Regions from separate parts of the Mus musculus genome. Here regions 2, 3, 4 and 5 are each linked to region 1. Evidence: chromatin contacts called from public ChIA-PET and promoter capture Hi-C data. All regions are on one chromosome and are shown on one strand. The core of a region is the stretch at or near the end of the contact, and the rest is flanking DNA. Distances in the headings are between cores, read along the strand shown. Region 1 holds the start of Ube4b (ubiquitination factor E4B). Region 2 holds the start of Dffa (DNA fragmentation factor, alpha subunit). Region 3 holds the start of Tmem201 (transmembrane protein 201). Region 4 holds the start of Cenps (centromere protein S). Region 5 has its middle 20 kb from the start of Pik3cd.

Region 1 (2,573 bases), core at 55-2,554:
ATGTATCTGGGATTTCAAATCCTTCCCTTTAAAACTGCCATTAAACATCATGATTTTATGCAAAATTGTTCTTTAAAACCCCCGACGACGCAGACACACACAATATACCACGATCTAAATCGCGCCCCTCTTTCTCGAACACCCTTTTAAAAAGATTGAACACCTTCAAGATGCTCCTCACCACCCCACCCCCGTCTTCAGACCCTAAAAGAAAGAAAAGCGAGTGGAGTTCCGAATGAAGAAACGAGAGAGAATAAAGGAGAATAAAACGAGAGACCCTCTTGCATTCTCTATCTCTGGAGAATTTTAGTGATCGAGTAAACATACTGAGACGGTAGCCCAAAGTGGAGCCAAGGGCTTCTTACAATACAGCCAACCTGATGATGAATGACTACTTCCATTATATTTCATTATTCTTGAAAATGCCATCTCCGTTGCCTCCCCAATCCCAAGAGCCCGACACCACCAGGGCAAAAATCTGTCCCCATCCAAAGCGCCAAAGAGTTGCCAAGTAATCCTTTCAAGGTGCCCCCCCCCACGCCCCAGCCTCCTCACCTCGTCAGCGCTCAGCTCCTCCATCGCTTTCCTCTTAATGGTGAAAGGCGTTAGAGAGATCCTTCAGTTCTTGAGACCAGGGCGGGAGCAAAGGAAGAGTGGAAGGTATCTATCGGGCTGTCTGGTCCCCCAATGGGGGAGGTTTCAGAATTGCATAGTCAGAGGTTAAAAACTAAGAACACGAGGCACTGAATCGCCTTGGCTTCGGCCGCTCGCACCGCCGCAGCCTCCTCCAGCAGCAAGCGCCCAGAGCTGCCGCCTCTGGCCACGGCCACCGCTATGGGGTCCTCTCCAGGCGCCACTGACTCCCCTCAGCTTCCCAGGTTACCCAGGGCGGGCGGCGCGGTCTCCAGCTCGGCTCGTGCCCGCTGCGCGCCGTGTCTTCGTGGCGGTGACGCGGCAGCTGCGTTTTTTTCTCCCGCAGACCCTGCTCCGGGTCCCACCCCTGGGCCCAGGCGGGAACAGCTCCACTGCACACTGGATGCCCCCGAGGCGCGGCGACCCTACAGCAGCCCAGGCAGAGCCCAGCACCGGACCGGGAAGCCCCTCCCCTCTAAAAGCAGGCCAGGCTCGCCCCGCCTCCACGCGAGAACCCCGGTGGGGGGCAGGGGAGGGACGGGACTGGCGAAGCCCTCGCTGGAAGCGTAAATCCTCCTACCCCTCCAACCCTACTCTTACCCCCTCGCCCCACCAAGAATTATTCATCAAAACAACAGGGCGGCCATCTTTGAAAGGGGTCACGTGACCCTCGCCGGGGAGGCGGGGCTTCTCGCTCTGGGATTCGCCAGCCAATAAGCAGCGGGCGTCGCGCCGCCGATTTCCTCTTCGCTTGCATCCTGTCCCCGCCCCCTGCCCCACCCCCTCTTCCCTGAGCGGCGCCAGGCGGGGGGAGGGGCGAGAGGGGCTGCTAAGAGGAGACGAGGAGGAGGCGGGGCGGACAGTCACCATGGAGACTGAGCGGAGGCGAGGGGCGCGGTGGGCGGGGCCCAGGTAGAATTGCTGAGGGCAGGATGTGCCAATCCGAATATGGCCCTTCCACGGGCTCTCCCCTGCGCCTTGGGTTTCTGCGGTGCTAGTTTGTTCCCATGTGGATCCTGCTGTGGAGTGACTTGGAAATCCTCCAGGATGCTGCAAGCCGGCTACAGACATTAGAAGAACTGAGGAATCGGAAACACATTTGCTTTCTGCAGGGAGCATTTAGCACCATCCTGCAAATACCTTGTCCCACTCTTTTCCTCCCCCAGGAAAACCCATGGAAGAAAACTAACAGGATCTTAATTTTATTTTACCTTGTTCTTTTAGAGAGGTGCTCTGCTTTAAGGGTGTAGAGACTCAAATTATTGAGAAATGTATTGAACAATGACTTAGTAACTAACCCTTTGTAATGCCAGCTCGGCCGGACAACAAAAACTTACTTTACAATCAATGTATAAATACAAATTGAAAAATCTAACAGAACCGTGAAAATCCAGATTTTGCCACAAAGTATATATCGTATGGCTTACAAAAGCCATAATCATCTCGTTCTTAATTGTTCTTGAGACAGAATCTTGCTATGTATTTCAGATAGCCCCAAATTTGAAATCCTGCCTGAACGCTGGGGTATGCACCACCATCACAGATTACCCAACTATAACATTAATGTATGTATATGTGTATACATGTATGTATTTGAAACAGGGTCTCGCTGGCCTGGAACTCACAGAGATCTGCCTGCCTCTGCCTCCCAAGTGCTAGGGTTCATTACCGGCTACTCTTAGCTGAACTATAATCTTAAACATTCCACTCCTGTTTAAAAGAGTTACAGTTGATCTTATCCAAGGGGACAAGAAGTGACTAAAATAGTTACAATTTGTTTGCTACATGCTAAAAATGGGAACATGACTATTAGATATGCAAAGAGTCTGTGAGTAAAATTAAATCGCTGCAGGCTTTTCAGGACTGCATTCTACTTTCCAGGAAATGAATTCTGTGTAAGCCATTTTGCACCCCTAGTTACACTGATGTCAATTACATTG
Region 2 (2,573 bases), core at 33-2,532, 320 kb before region 1:
ATATGTAAGTACACTGTAGCTGTCTTCAGACACTCCAGAAGAGGGAGTCAGATCTCGCTACGGATGGTTGTGAGCCACCATGTGGTTGCTGGGATTTGAACTCTGGACCTTCGGAAGAACAGTCTGGTGCTCTTACCCACTGAGCCATCTCACCAGCCAGAGACGGAATTTCTTTGTGTAACTTTGGCTTGTTCTCCTTGGCCTTGAACTCAATGAGATACAACTGCCTCTGCCTCCCAAGAGCTAGGATTAAAGGTATTCACCAGCATGCTGGGTTACAAAAATAAAATTTTAAGAAACATAAGTAAACCAGCTCCTTTTAAAAACTTAATAATAATTTCATAGCAACCATTTGTGTGTGTGGGGGGGGTATGTGTTCACATGAGCATACATGCATGCATACAAATGTCAGGTTGTGTGATCAGAGAACAACTTTTGGAAATCTGTTTTCCTACCATGCTGGGCTCTGGGATCAAACTCAGGGTGTAAGGACTGGCAGCAAGCACCTTTACCCACTAAGCTATCTTGTCAGCTATTTAACTTAATGTAAAATGTTTACTTAATATTTCAACTTGCTTGTAAATCATATCCTTTAAACTTCAAAAGTCACAAAACCAGTCCTGAAAAACACACAAACACACACACACACAATTTTCTCTTTTATGTAGCTCTGGCTGTGTAGAAACTCACTATGTAGACCAGGCTGCCCTGGAACTCATAAAGATCCTTCTGCCTCCTGAGGATTAAAGGCCTGAGCCACAACACCCAGTTCAATGGCAACTCTTAAAACATGAATATGCATCTGGAGAGATGGCCCAGCAGTTAAGAGCACTGACTGCTCTTCCAAAGGTCCTGAGTTCAAATCCCAGCAATCACATGATGGCTCACAACCATCCGTAATGAGATCTGATGCCTTCTTCTGGTGTGTCTGAGGACAGCTACAGTGTACTTATGTATAAATAAATCTTTAAAAAGGAAAAAAAAAAAACATGAATATATGGCTGGCAATGTAGTGTAGAACTATGCTTACCATACATGAGACCCCGGGTTTTCCATCATACAGTCTTTTAGAGAAGAAAAGGAGGGGAAGGTAACAGGGTAGGGGAAAGAAAACAACAGAAAAAAAAGAAATCTCCAATCTGGACCACTTCCCTAAACTGAATCCCCCCCGCCCCTGGCTTTGAACCCAGAAACTACAATTCCCGTCGTGCCCTGGAACGCCCGTGATTAGCCGCCACTAGAACTACATCTCCCGGCGTGCCTTGGTCTCGCGTAACTTGCTGAGAGAACTACATCTCCCGTCAGGCAGCGGGAGGAAGGTTGTCAAAGCTTAGGGAAGGGGCTCTGGGCTACCTGGGATTTCCCAGAGTCGCCAGGTCCCCACTTTGAGGATGGAGCTGTCGCGGGGAGCCAGCGCCCCAGACCCGGACGATGTCCGGCCTCTCAAACCGTGTCTGCTACGCCGCAACCACAGCCGCGATCAGCACGGCGTGGCAGCCTCCAGTCTCGAGGAGCTGAGGAGCAAAGGTTGGCTGCTGAGGGGACCGGGCGGGGTCGGGAAGGTGACCCCAGAGCCTAGGGACTGCAGGGACCCACGTGGGTCCAGTGATTGACAGATTCCTGGCGTTTTTACTTACCTACACTGAGAGGAGCCGTGAAGGGGACGGGAAACTGTGCAGGTCCAGGTTCATTGACCTGATTTTGGACCAAACCGAGTCCAGCGTATTCTGTCCACTCTGGCTCACAGAGGCGGTACTGGGGCTCCCCGACGGGATGGGAATGGGAGTCCGCACTCAGTACCTATTCCATTAAAAGGGAGCTGTCAGTGCCTGCCCTTAGAGTCCAAGTAAGGAACGTGAGCCATGTTCTGATCCTGACTATACTTTGCATTTAACCATCTCTGGACCCTTAGTTTCCTCAGCCGTGTAGTGGGTGTATTTTCAACTTTGCTTCAAAGGATTCTTGGGACTCTCAAGTGAGATGGTCTGTTCAATGGTTACTTACAAGCGTTATTAGCCCGTAGCAACAAATGAGATACTCAAAGAAGTTCTGCAGGTCTTTCATGTCAGCTAGCTCCGGGCACGGATTCACCTGTGCCAGGGTGTGCATCGCTTCCGGAGAGCTAGCTACTGAGACCCAGGAGCAGGGTTTGATCTGGTGACAGGGGTTCTGTCACACCAAGGCTTGCATTTCACCCCAGCACAAGGTTAGTTCAGCTTAGTGCCACTTCAGTTGCATTGGCTGGGTGTCCTTGGCCCCAGAGACTTCTGTTCTCTGCAGCAGAGCCTATAGCAGACTGACTGGCAGTTCTATTTTGGGTGATGACAGCCTTATGGAAAGCCTCTTGCCTGGCAATAATATAAATGAAATGACACTGAGTAAAGCTTCTGCCAATACTGTAGTTTCCTTCAGTCTAGAAGAACTGCAAAAGAAGATAGCCACAGAGAGAATAAACCACCTACTTTTTGTTTTCTGACATTTGATGTGTAGAATTCAAGATTACCACCGAATAAATGAGCAAGGGACAGCATTACGCGTCCACTGTAATCAGACCAGCCTCTGGTTGGATGCTT
Region 3 (2,573 bases), core at 41-2,540, 310 kb after region 1:
GGAGATGCCTGGCTTTTGGGACAAGCTCTGCTTGGCACATGAACAGACTGCCCAGGCTCCCCTAGGCCCAGGTAACGAGGGACTGCTTTGGGTTGGCTGATCTTAAGCGGTCCCTCTGACTCCCAAAAACTGGGTGGGAACAAGACAGGAAGCTTGGGTTGAGATCTAGAGTCAGGCACTCTCTCAGCCCCCCGGGATGTGGCCCCCTCTTTCAAACACAGCTGACATCCATCCCCTCCTTAGGTGCCGCTGACTCACCTACCTCTAACAACTTTTGCCTGCCCTCTCCTGCAGAAGAAATGCAGGGTTAAGGAGGGCGACCTATCACCCTGATTGCCAGTTCAAACCATAGCTCCTTGTCATCCAGCGACTAGGGTCAAGTCCCGAGCACTGCACATCCCCGGCTGTCCCAAAGAGGCTCCCACGAATGCGTGTATGTTCCTATCCTCGGGAAATGTGATCAGGTGAGCTATTCCTTCACGCTGCTGGAGAAACGACTCCATTCTGGGGTTTGACCACGGCAAGCTTGGAGTACTGGGGTCTGCGTGGTCTCTGAGCCATGACAGGCCAGGGTATTGATCCCAAAGCCCATCCGTGACATGTGTCCAAGGAGTACAGCGTACACCTCTGAGTGGACAAGTTCCTTAAATGTGTGGAGCGCAGGCTCCTGCCTCAGGCTGCTACTGCTCACACGTGCCTTCTAAGTACTCAGCTCCAAGGCTTCTCCGGGGGAAAGCTTACGCGAGGAATGTTATTGCTATCGCATACAGACCATCAAGCGCCAGCTCTCATCCTCCTAACCGATGGGCGGCAGAGGCCCAGCAGGGCAGTCCAGCCAGGAGCACGGGCCTCGAAGGGAGGAGCAAGCAGCAGCCCCCTCCCCCAGCCACGGTCGGCGGCTGCTCCCCGACGAGGCTTTTAGGGGGTGAGGGCAAAGGCGGTGGCGGAGAATGCGTCCCGCATTCGCGAGCAGGCCTGGTCCGCCCCTAGGACTCCGCCGTGGCCTCGCGGGGGCGGGGCGGCGGCCCGGGCCGCGTGCAGCGGGGCGCGCACTCACCTCCGCGCAATCCGGTAGAGCACCACGCCGGCGGCAGCGCACGCCGTGACCCCGAGGCCGCCCGCCAGGCCGGCGGTGGGGCAGCTAGCCAGCAGCGCGCTCACTCCCTCCATGGCTTCCGGGCCGAGTCGGTGGGCAAGGGGCGCGGGCCGCAAAAGAGACTCCCAGCGGCCCGCGCGCTCCAGCTCGCGCCGTGACCTTCGCCGCTTTGTAGCCGGCGCGAGCCCGCCCCTTGACTCGGCGCGCTCCCGCCGCGCAGCCAATCGCGGCGCGGGGCGAGCCTGAGTGGGCGGGGCGCCTACGGAAGCCCTCGGCACTGGCTCGGACGCGCCCCCCAGCGTCCACAGTTGCAAAGCCACTCTCTAGAGCTGGAAGGAGTCCCGCCTGCGCCTGCAGCCTGCGCACGCATGCATTTGCAGGTCCTAGTGCTGCTACCTTAACGCTAATCCTTGCCAATGCTTTCTCCACTTAGTCCTGCTTTCCTGGCGTTGGGCTAAAGTCGGTCTGTGCCGCTTCAGACGCCACAGTGGTTGAAAATTAGCTTGCACAAACACAAACGTCCAAAGACGGAAACGAGGTTAAATAATCACAGGATAGCATGTTTCGGAACATAATGCAGCCATTAGAGTGAATGGCTAAGGTGTGTGTGTGTGTGGGGGGGGATTGGTCCTGAAGGGATTATCCTTTTTTTTTTCTTTAGTCGAATGTAGATGATTTTCATAGTTGCCAAGTTTGATGAAGTCTGTGCACTTCAAATAGATTACCTCGGGGAGTGAGATGGAGGGAAGAGCCACTTACAGGCGTGCTTCAGCATTTACGTGAGCTAAATTAGGGATCAAGAAAAACTCACTGAGGCTTGGTGATGCACGCCTTTAATCCCTGTGGAGGTAGGCGGATTTTTGTAAATTTGAGGTCAGCTTGGACTACACAGTGAGTTCCAGGTCATCAGGCAATCCATGGGCTAGTAGGTAGGTCCTGTCCTAAAACAAAACAAAATAAAACAAAACATCTCTAGCAAGAAATATTTATACCAGGTTGGGCAGATGTTGTGGCACAAGCCTTTGATTTCTTTAAAAAAAAAAAGGTCAAAAAATTATGGGGCATGGTGGTGCACACCTTTAATCTCAGTACTTGGGAGGCAGAGGAAGGCAGATCTCTGTAAGTTCAAGGCCACCCTGGTCTACAGAGCAAGTTCCAGGACAGACAGGACTCTGATACACAGAAAAACCGTGTTTTGAAAAACAAAACAAAAACAAAACAAAAACAAAAATCTAAAAAAAGTTTATCTCTAATTACATACTATGTTTCTGTAGAATACCCCACCAACACACACACACACAATTTTATGAGTGTCTCTTTTTTTTTAAAGATTTATTTATTTATTATATGTAAGTACACTGTAGCTGTCTTCAGACACTCCAGAAGAGGGCATCAAATCTCATTACGGATAGTTGTGAGCCACCATGTGGTTGCTGGGATTTGAACTCAGGACCTTCAGGAAGAGCAGTCGGGTGTT
Region 4 (2,573 bases), core at 22-2,521, 290 kb before region 1:
CAGCCGATGGGACGCAGATACCTAAGGAAGCAACCCCCAACCCTGAGCTCACAATCATTCCCAGCTGAGATGGCAGCTCTGATTCATCAAACAACTGAATATTGGCTCTGACACCACCCCGTGCAGTAGTTATCCGTATTCCGACTTTGCAAAGGAGAAAACTATATTTGGGCCACGACTAACTGACTAGAGGACCCGAAATCACAACCGACGCCAGAGGGTGGGTTCTAGGGCAGCCTGCCAGGGGCTGACTCCGGGCTCTGCAGCATAGAATAGACAACGTTTCCCAGGTCCTAGTGAACTGCTCAGGTCTCACTATGTAAACCAGGCTAGCCTCAAGCTCACACACACCGCTCGCTCTGACTCCTGAAATTAAAGGCCTGAGCCCCACGCACTGTCCTCGCTTGTTCCTGAGACAGGGTCTCTCTAGGTACTTAACTGATCTAAAACTCGTAATCCTCCTGCCTCAGCCCCTGAATTAGTCTGTGTGTCTCTCCTGCATCTCTCTCACCCTCACACGCGCTATCCCCAGCCTCTTTTGTTGTTTTGTTTTGTTTTGTTGTTTTTGTTTTGTTTTGTTGTTTTTGTTTTGTTTTTCGAGACAGGGTTTCTCAGTGTAGCCTTAGCTGTCCTGGAACTCACTCTGTAGACCAATTGAGAGATGTGCCTGCCTCAGTCTGGGATTAAGGACTTGCGCCGCCACCACCGGGCGGGCCCTCCTTTAAGACAGGGCCTCCCGTAATCCCGGTTGGCCTCGAACTCGGTATATCGCTGAAAATGACTCTAAACTGGCTTCTGCCTCCACCCTAAGCCTCTCGCTTCCACACACACCCCGCTCCGTGCTGGGGTCACAGTCGTTCACCACCAAGCCCGGTAGGTGCGGTGCTGGGACTCGAACCCATAGATTCCCTCATGCTGGGCAAACGCTCCTCCAAGCCCCATCGTCTCTCTGTAGCGCCCACACCCGACCCTCACAGCGCCGGGACACCCGGACTCTGGCGAGCTGGACGCAGGCTCGGCGGACCGCACCCCCTCCTTGCAGCCGAGCGACGCATGCGCACACGCGGAGGCCGGCTAGGGACTCGGGGCCTTTCCCTCTCCCAGGACCTCACGTCCTGCCCTTGCTGGGACCCCATTTATTTTATACCTGCCGGTGAGAGAACTCCTGCGGCTCCTCAGCCTCCACCTCCTCCATCACTGCGGACAACCCCGGTCGGCGCGCCACTGTCGGCTCAGACTTTCCCGCGCTACCTCTGCGACGGGCGGCGCCGAGGGTCAAAGCGCGAAGCGCCTCCTTCCTGTCCCGCGCGCGCCCCCTGGCGACAGCTCGCGGAAGGGTCTTAGCGTTGGTGTGACCCGGGGTTCAAGCATCTGTAAGAACGTGCGTGAGATGGCTCACTGGTTAGCAGTCACTGAGAGCACCGGCCAGACGCACCACCCACATCAGGTGGCTCACTAAACACGTGTAATTCCATCTCTAAGGGACACAATGTTCTCTCTTGGTCTCTCTTGGTACCCGCATGCAGATGCACACACAAATACACACATATGCATAATAAATATATAAGTAAATAAAAGTGTTTAAGTAAAAAATATATATATGTTGGGCCTGGTGATGCACCCTTTTAATCCCAGCACTCTTGAGTCATAGGCCAGTGGATCTCTGTGAGTTCCAGACCAGCCAGGGCTACATAGTGAAACTTGCCTTAAAATTAAAAAACAAAACAAAACAAAAAAAGCAAGAGTGTATAGCCCACAATTAACAGATGATAAAGCACTTGGCTGGCAAGATAGCTTTGTGAAAGCCAGGCATGGTGGCACATGCCTTTAATCCTAGCACTTGGGAGGCAGAGGCAGGCGAATTTCTGAGTTCGAGGCCAGCCTGGTCTACAAAGTGAGTTCCAGGACAGCCAGAGCTATACAGAGAAACCCTGTCTCGGAAAGAAAGAAAGAGAAAGAAGAAAGAGAGAGAAGAAAGAGAGAGAAGAAAGAGAGAGAAAAAAGATCGTTTTGTGGGTCAAAACACATTGCCCTGCAAGCCTGGGGCCCTGAGGCCCTGAGTTTGATTCCCAGAACTGACTCCAGAAAGTTGTTTTCTTACATCCACTGTGTGCTCACACTCACACAAACCAATAGCCAGTTGATGTAAGTTATGGAAGGCAGCGCCTTCTATGGTGAACCATTCACACACACAACCTCGTGCAAGGAACCTTGGATTTTTATGGCTCTTCCACCAGCACCAAATCAGTGATCAGTGAGATCACTGCTCAAACGCTATCCCCTCAGAGCGAGTGGTTCACGTTACCAGGGACAAGAGTGGCTGCTTCTCCATTATGTCAAGCTATACAGCGAGAGGCTCTGAGGTGGCTCTGCAATAATAACAGCTGCCGTTCCTGCAGACCAGGATTTGGTTCATGGCACCCACATGGTGGTTCACACCTGTCTATGATTACTGTTTCCAGGAGTCAGTGCTCTCTTCTGATCTCCAAGAGCCCAATTCATGCACGCAGGCAAAACACTCAGACATTAAAAAAAGGATCTGTAGAGAGGTCTGCCTGGCCCCGAAATGGCTG
Region 5 (2,573 bases), core at 42-2,541, 260 kb after region 1:
TCCCAGAAGAGGGCATCAGATCTCATTATGGATGGTTGTGAACCACCATGTGGTTGCTGGGATTTGAACTAAGGACCTCTGGAAGAGTAGTCAGTGCTCTTAACCGCTGAGCCATCTCTCCAGTCCTTGGTCTCTTAATCCCTGCGAATTTCTCAGCTCCAGCTGACCAGCACCGAGTATCCCAGCAAAGCAAAGGTTTCACTTTACAAGTGCTGGTATCTTGTTAAACACAGGTAATTTTTCAGCCCCAGATGCCCAGAATCACAAATTCTTCACACAAAAGCCTGGTGGAATCTTTGCTTCCCTCTGAAATATCACAAGCCGTGCCTCCATCATCTGCACTAGTGACTTCCCTAGCTCAAAGTTCCAAAGCCCTATCACAGTCCTCCTCAAAACAACACGGTCAAGTCTGTCACATTCCTGGTACCAGCTTGTCTTAGGGTTTCTATTGCTGCAATAAACACCATCACAAAAAAAAAAAAACAAATTAGGGAAGAAAGGGTTTATTCAGCTTACACTTCTACATTGTAGTCCAGCACTGAAGGAAACCAGGACAGGAACTCAAACAGGACAGGAACTGGAGGCAGGAGCCGGCAATGGTGAGACCACAGAGGAGTGTACTGGCTTGCTTCCCCTGCCTCGTTCAGCCTGCTTTCTTATAGAACCCAGGATCACCAGCCCAGGGATGGCACCACCCACCATGGGCAGGGCCCTCCCCCATTGATCACTAATTCAGTAACAGCCCTACAGCTGGATCTCATGGAGGCATTTCCTCACCTGAAGCTCCTTCCTCTCTGATGACCCTACCTTATGTCAAGGTGACACAAAACCCCGGTCCACGCCCCCCATCCCCCAAAAAAGGGACAAGCTTTTTTACATTTATTCACATAATCTCACTATAGCTTTGTGCCCTTGATGTATTGTTTTATTTTGTTTTGTTTGTTTAGAAACAGGGTCTTTGCAGCCTTTCCCAGGCTGGTTTCTAATGTCTGAGTGTCAGCGATCCTGATCCTGCTATAGCAGCTCTCGGAGTACCTGGGACCAGGGGGGCCTGCCCACCCAGTGCTCTCTTCTCTTGATCTTTTTACCTAATTACAAGAGTCCTCTCTCTCCTTCCACTTCACACAGTTTCATTAAGCTTTGAATTCTCACCCTCCGGTTAATTCAAAAAGTCACTCAACTGTAGTTAAAAAAGCCATTAATTAGGACCTGAAGTTTCCCTCTCCTCTGGGGTAAAGTCCCTAAGCTCTGACCACAGGTCTGTCTTAATTGAGACTCCCAGAGTTTGTGACTCAGGGCAAGGAAGTGGGTGGGCAGGCCAGGGAAAATGATGCTTGTGTTGGCGTTGTTCATCCTGTCACAATTCTACCAAAAAAAAAAAAACAAAAACAAAACCCAAAACCCAAAACCCCACGAGTGTTTCCAGGAACTCGGCTCTGGAATAGGCCTGGCTTTGAAGACACCTGCTAAGCAATTCACTGCTCATTGCCTGGCCCAGGACAGGAACAGCAAACAGCACAAGGGAGTGACCTTGGGCTCAGGAGGAAGGATCAATGGCTCACTCAAACAGCTTCCGCAGGTATTCACAGGGGAGGCTCAGGTTCCCACCGGGAGCCTGTGAACCCGAGTTTCTTGTCAGCTATGAATGGAAGAAGTGCTCTGTTTGGGGGAAGAGCCTGCTGTGATTCCTACTGAGGGAAAAGCCAGAATAAATCGCTGAATAATGTTGCGAGTTCCTCCCCAAAAGGCACTGGGGTGGGTTTCTGGACCTAATTTTCTAGAATCATCTTAGAGATGTGTTGTGGCAACTGCTGAGGACCAAGTGAGAGGTGATTAAAGAAGAAGAAGAAGAAGAAGAAGAAGAAGAAGAAGAAGAAGAAGAAGAAGAAGAAGAAGAAGAAGAAGAAGAAGAACCTAGAAAAAAATTAAGCTAAACACAGGAAACAAAGCTGTCCTTAGAGAGCAGGTGACTTGCGGAATAACAGAAAGAACCTGCTGTTAATACCAGACAGCAGGGAGTGCTATGGGTCAGACCTGAGTTAAAAACCTGATCTTAGCCTGGTGCTATCATCTAAATATCCCTTCCTCCTCCTCTTCCTCCTCCTCCCCTTCCTCTCTCCTCCTTCCTCTCTCTTCCTCTCCCTCTCTCTTCCTCTCCCTCTCTCTCCCTCTCCCTCTCTCTCCCTCTTTCTTTCTTTCTCTCTCTCTCTCTCACACACACACTCCCCCCATGATGGCTCACAACTGCCTGTAATTCTTGCCTCTGTGGGCACCTCCTTCACACACATGTTGCAATATATGTACTCAAAATACATACATGCACAGAAAATAAATAAATCCAAAAACTAATAAGTAATCAAATCAACTCAAACTCAACCACCAAAGCTTCAGCAAGTTTTACTGGCGCTGGTTTTACGTACAACATATGACGGTTCTGTGAGAGACTGTATCCTCTCAGGACAGCCTCATGGACCACCCAAGGAGAGCAGATGGCCCTTGCAACCTCTGTGGCATGGTATGACCCACTTCAAGGTTGACTGGGTTTAAAGGGGTGAACAGACTGTCTCCCCCAC

What was found. Promoter capture Hi-C pulls out the DNA fragments that hold promoters and counts their contacts. ChIA-PET counts read pairs in DNA pulled down with a chosen protein or histone mark. Capture Hi-C pulls out chosen DNA fragments and counts their contacts.
Region 2: a promoter capture Hi-C map of pre-B cells shows a contact between it and region 1, with 5 times the contacts expected there. The contact joins the promoter of Dffa here to the promoter of Ube4b in region 1. A contact is called at or near these places in 4 of 39 promoter capture datasets (liver, neutrophils and pre-B cells), 3 of 484 Hi-C or Micro-C datasets (B cells, embryonic stem cells and pre-B cells), 1 of 115 datasets of contacts at active chromatin or transcription factors (cardiomyocytes) and 4 of 9 other capture datasets (adipose tissue, liver, macrophages and 1 more).
Region 3: a contact with region 1 is called in a promoter capture Hi-C map of erythroid cells, with 6 times the contacts expected there. The contact joins the promoter of Tmem201 here to the promoter of Ube4b in region 1. A contact is called at or near these places in 4 of 39 promoter capture datasets (erythroid cells, hippocampal neurons, liver and 1 more), 3 of 115 datasets of contacts at active chromatin or transcription factors (bone marrow-derived macrophages, memory CD8 T cells and pancreatic cancer cells) and 1 of 9 other capture datasets (liver).
Region 4: a promoter capture Hi-C map of adipose tissue shows a contact between it and region 1. The contact joins the promoter of Cenps here to the promoter of Ube4b in region 1. A contact is called at or near these places in 7 of 39 promoter capture datasets (3T3-L1-derived adipocytes, frontonasal cranial neural crest, hematopoietic stem and progenitor cells and 3 more), 1 of 15 datasets of contacts at CTCF or cohesin (pro-B cells), 5 of 484 Hi-C or Micro-C datasets (bone marrow-derived macrophages, embryonic stem cells, erythroblasts and 2 more), 10 of 115 datasets of contacts at active chromatin or transcription factors (acute myeloid leukemia, bone marrow-derived macrophages, cardiomyocytes and 5 more) and 4 of 9 other capture datasets (adipose tissue, liver, macrophages and 1 more).
Region 5: an RNA polymerase II ChIA-PET map of memory CD8 T cells shows a contact between it and region 1, with 11 read pairs. The contact joins the enhancer-like site here to the promoter of Ube4b in region 1. A contact is called at or near these places in 2 of 39 promoter capture datasets (hippocampal neurons and pre-B cells), 1 of 484 Hi-C or Micro-C datasets (Th1 cells), 2 of 115 datasets of contacts at active chromatin or transcription factors (the 230-238 cell line and memory CD8 T cells) and 1 of 9 other capture datasets (pancreatic islet).

The regions. Positions count from the first base shown.
Region 1 is chr4:149,425,327-149,427,899 of GRCm38.p6, forward strand. It overlaps Ube4b (ubiquitination factor E4B), which reads right to left and starts at 1,305. Exons shown (of 27, transcript NM_022022.3): 1 at 556-1,305. The coding sequence starts at 579.
Region 2 is chr4:149,102,860-149,105,432 of GRCm38.p6, forward strand. Dffa (DNA fragmentation factor, alpha subunit) reads left to right here and starts at 1,283. Exons shown (of 6, transcript NM_001025296.2): 1 at 1,283-1,527. The coding sequence starts at 1,392.
Region 3 is chr4:149,736,778-149,739,350 of GRCm38.p6, forward strand. Tmem201 (transmembrane protein 201) reads right to left here and starts at 1,291. Exons shown (of 11, transcript NM_001284270.1): 1 at 1,058-1,291. The coding sequence starts at 1,170.
Region 4 is chr4:149,136,329-149,138,901 of GRCm38.p6, forward strand. It overlaps Cenps (centromere protein S), which reads right to left and starts at 1,272. Exons shown (of 5, transcript NM_027263.2): 1 at 1,148-1,272. The coding sequence starts at 1,195.
Region 5 is chr4:149,682,515-149,685,087 of GRCm38.p6, forward strand. It overlaps a transcript of Pik3cd not described here. Among named protein-coding and RNA genes, the nearest start is that of Pik3cd, 20 kb to the left of the region's middle. Within about 2 kb of position 1,292, at least 12 of the 459 cell types and tissues checked have an H3K27ac peak or open chromatin away from gene starts, as enhancers often do. A contact at or near this core is called in memory CD8 T cells, where this site is marked.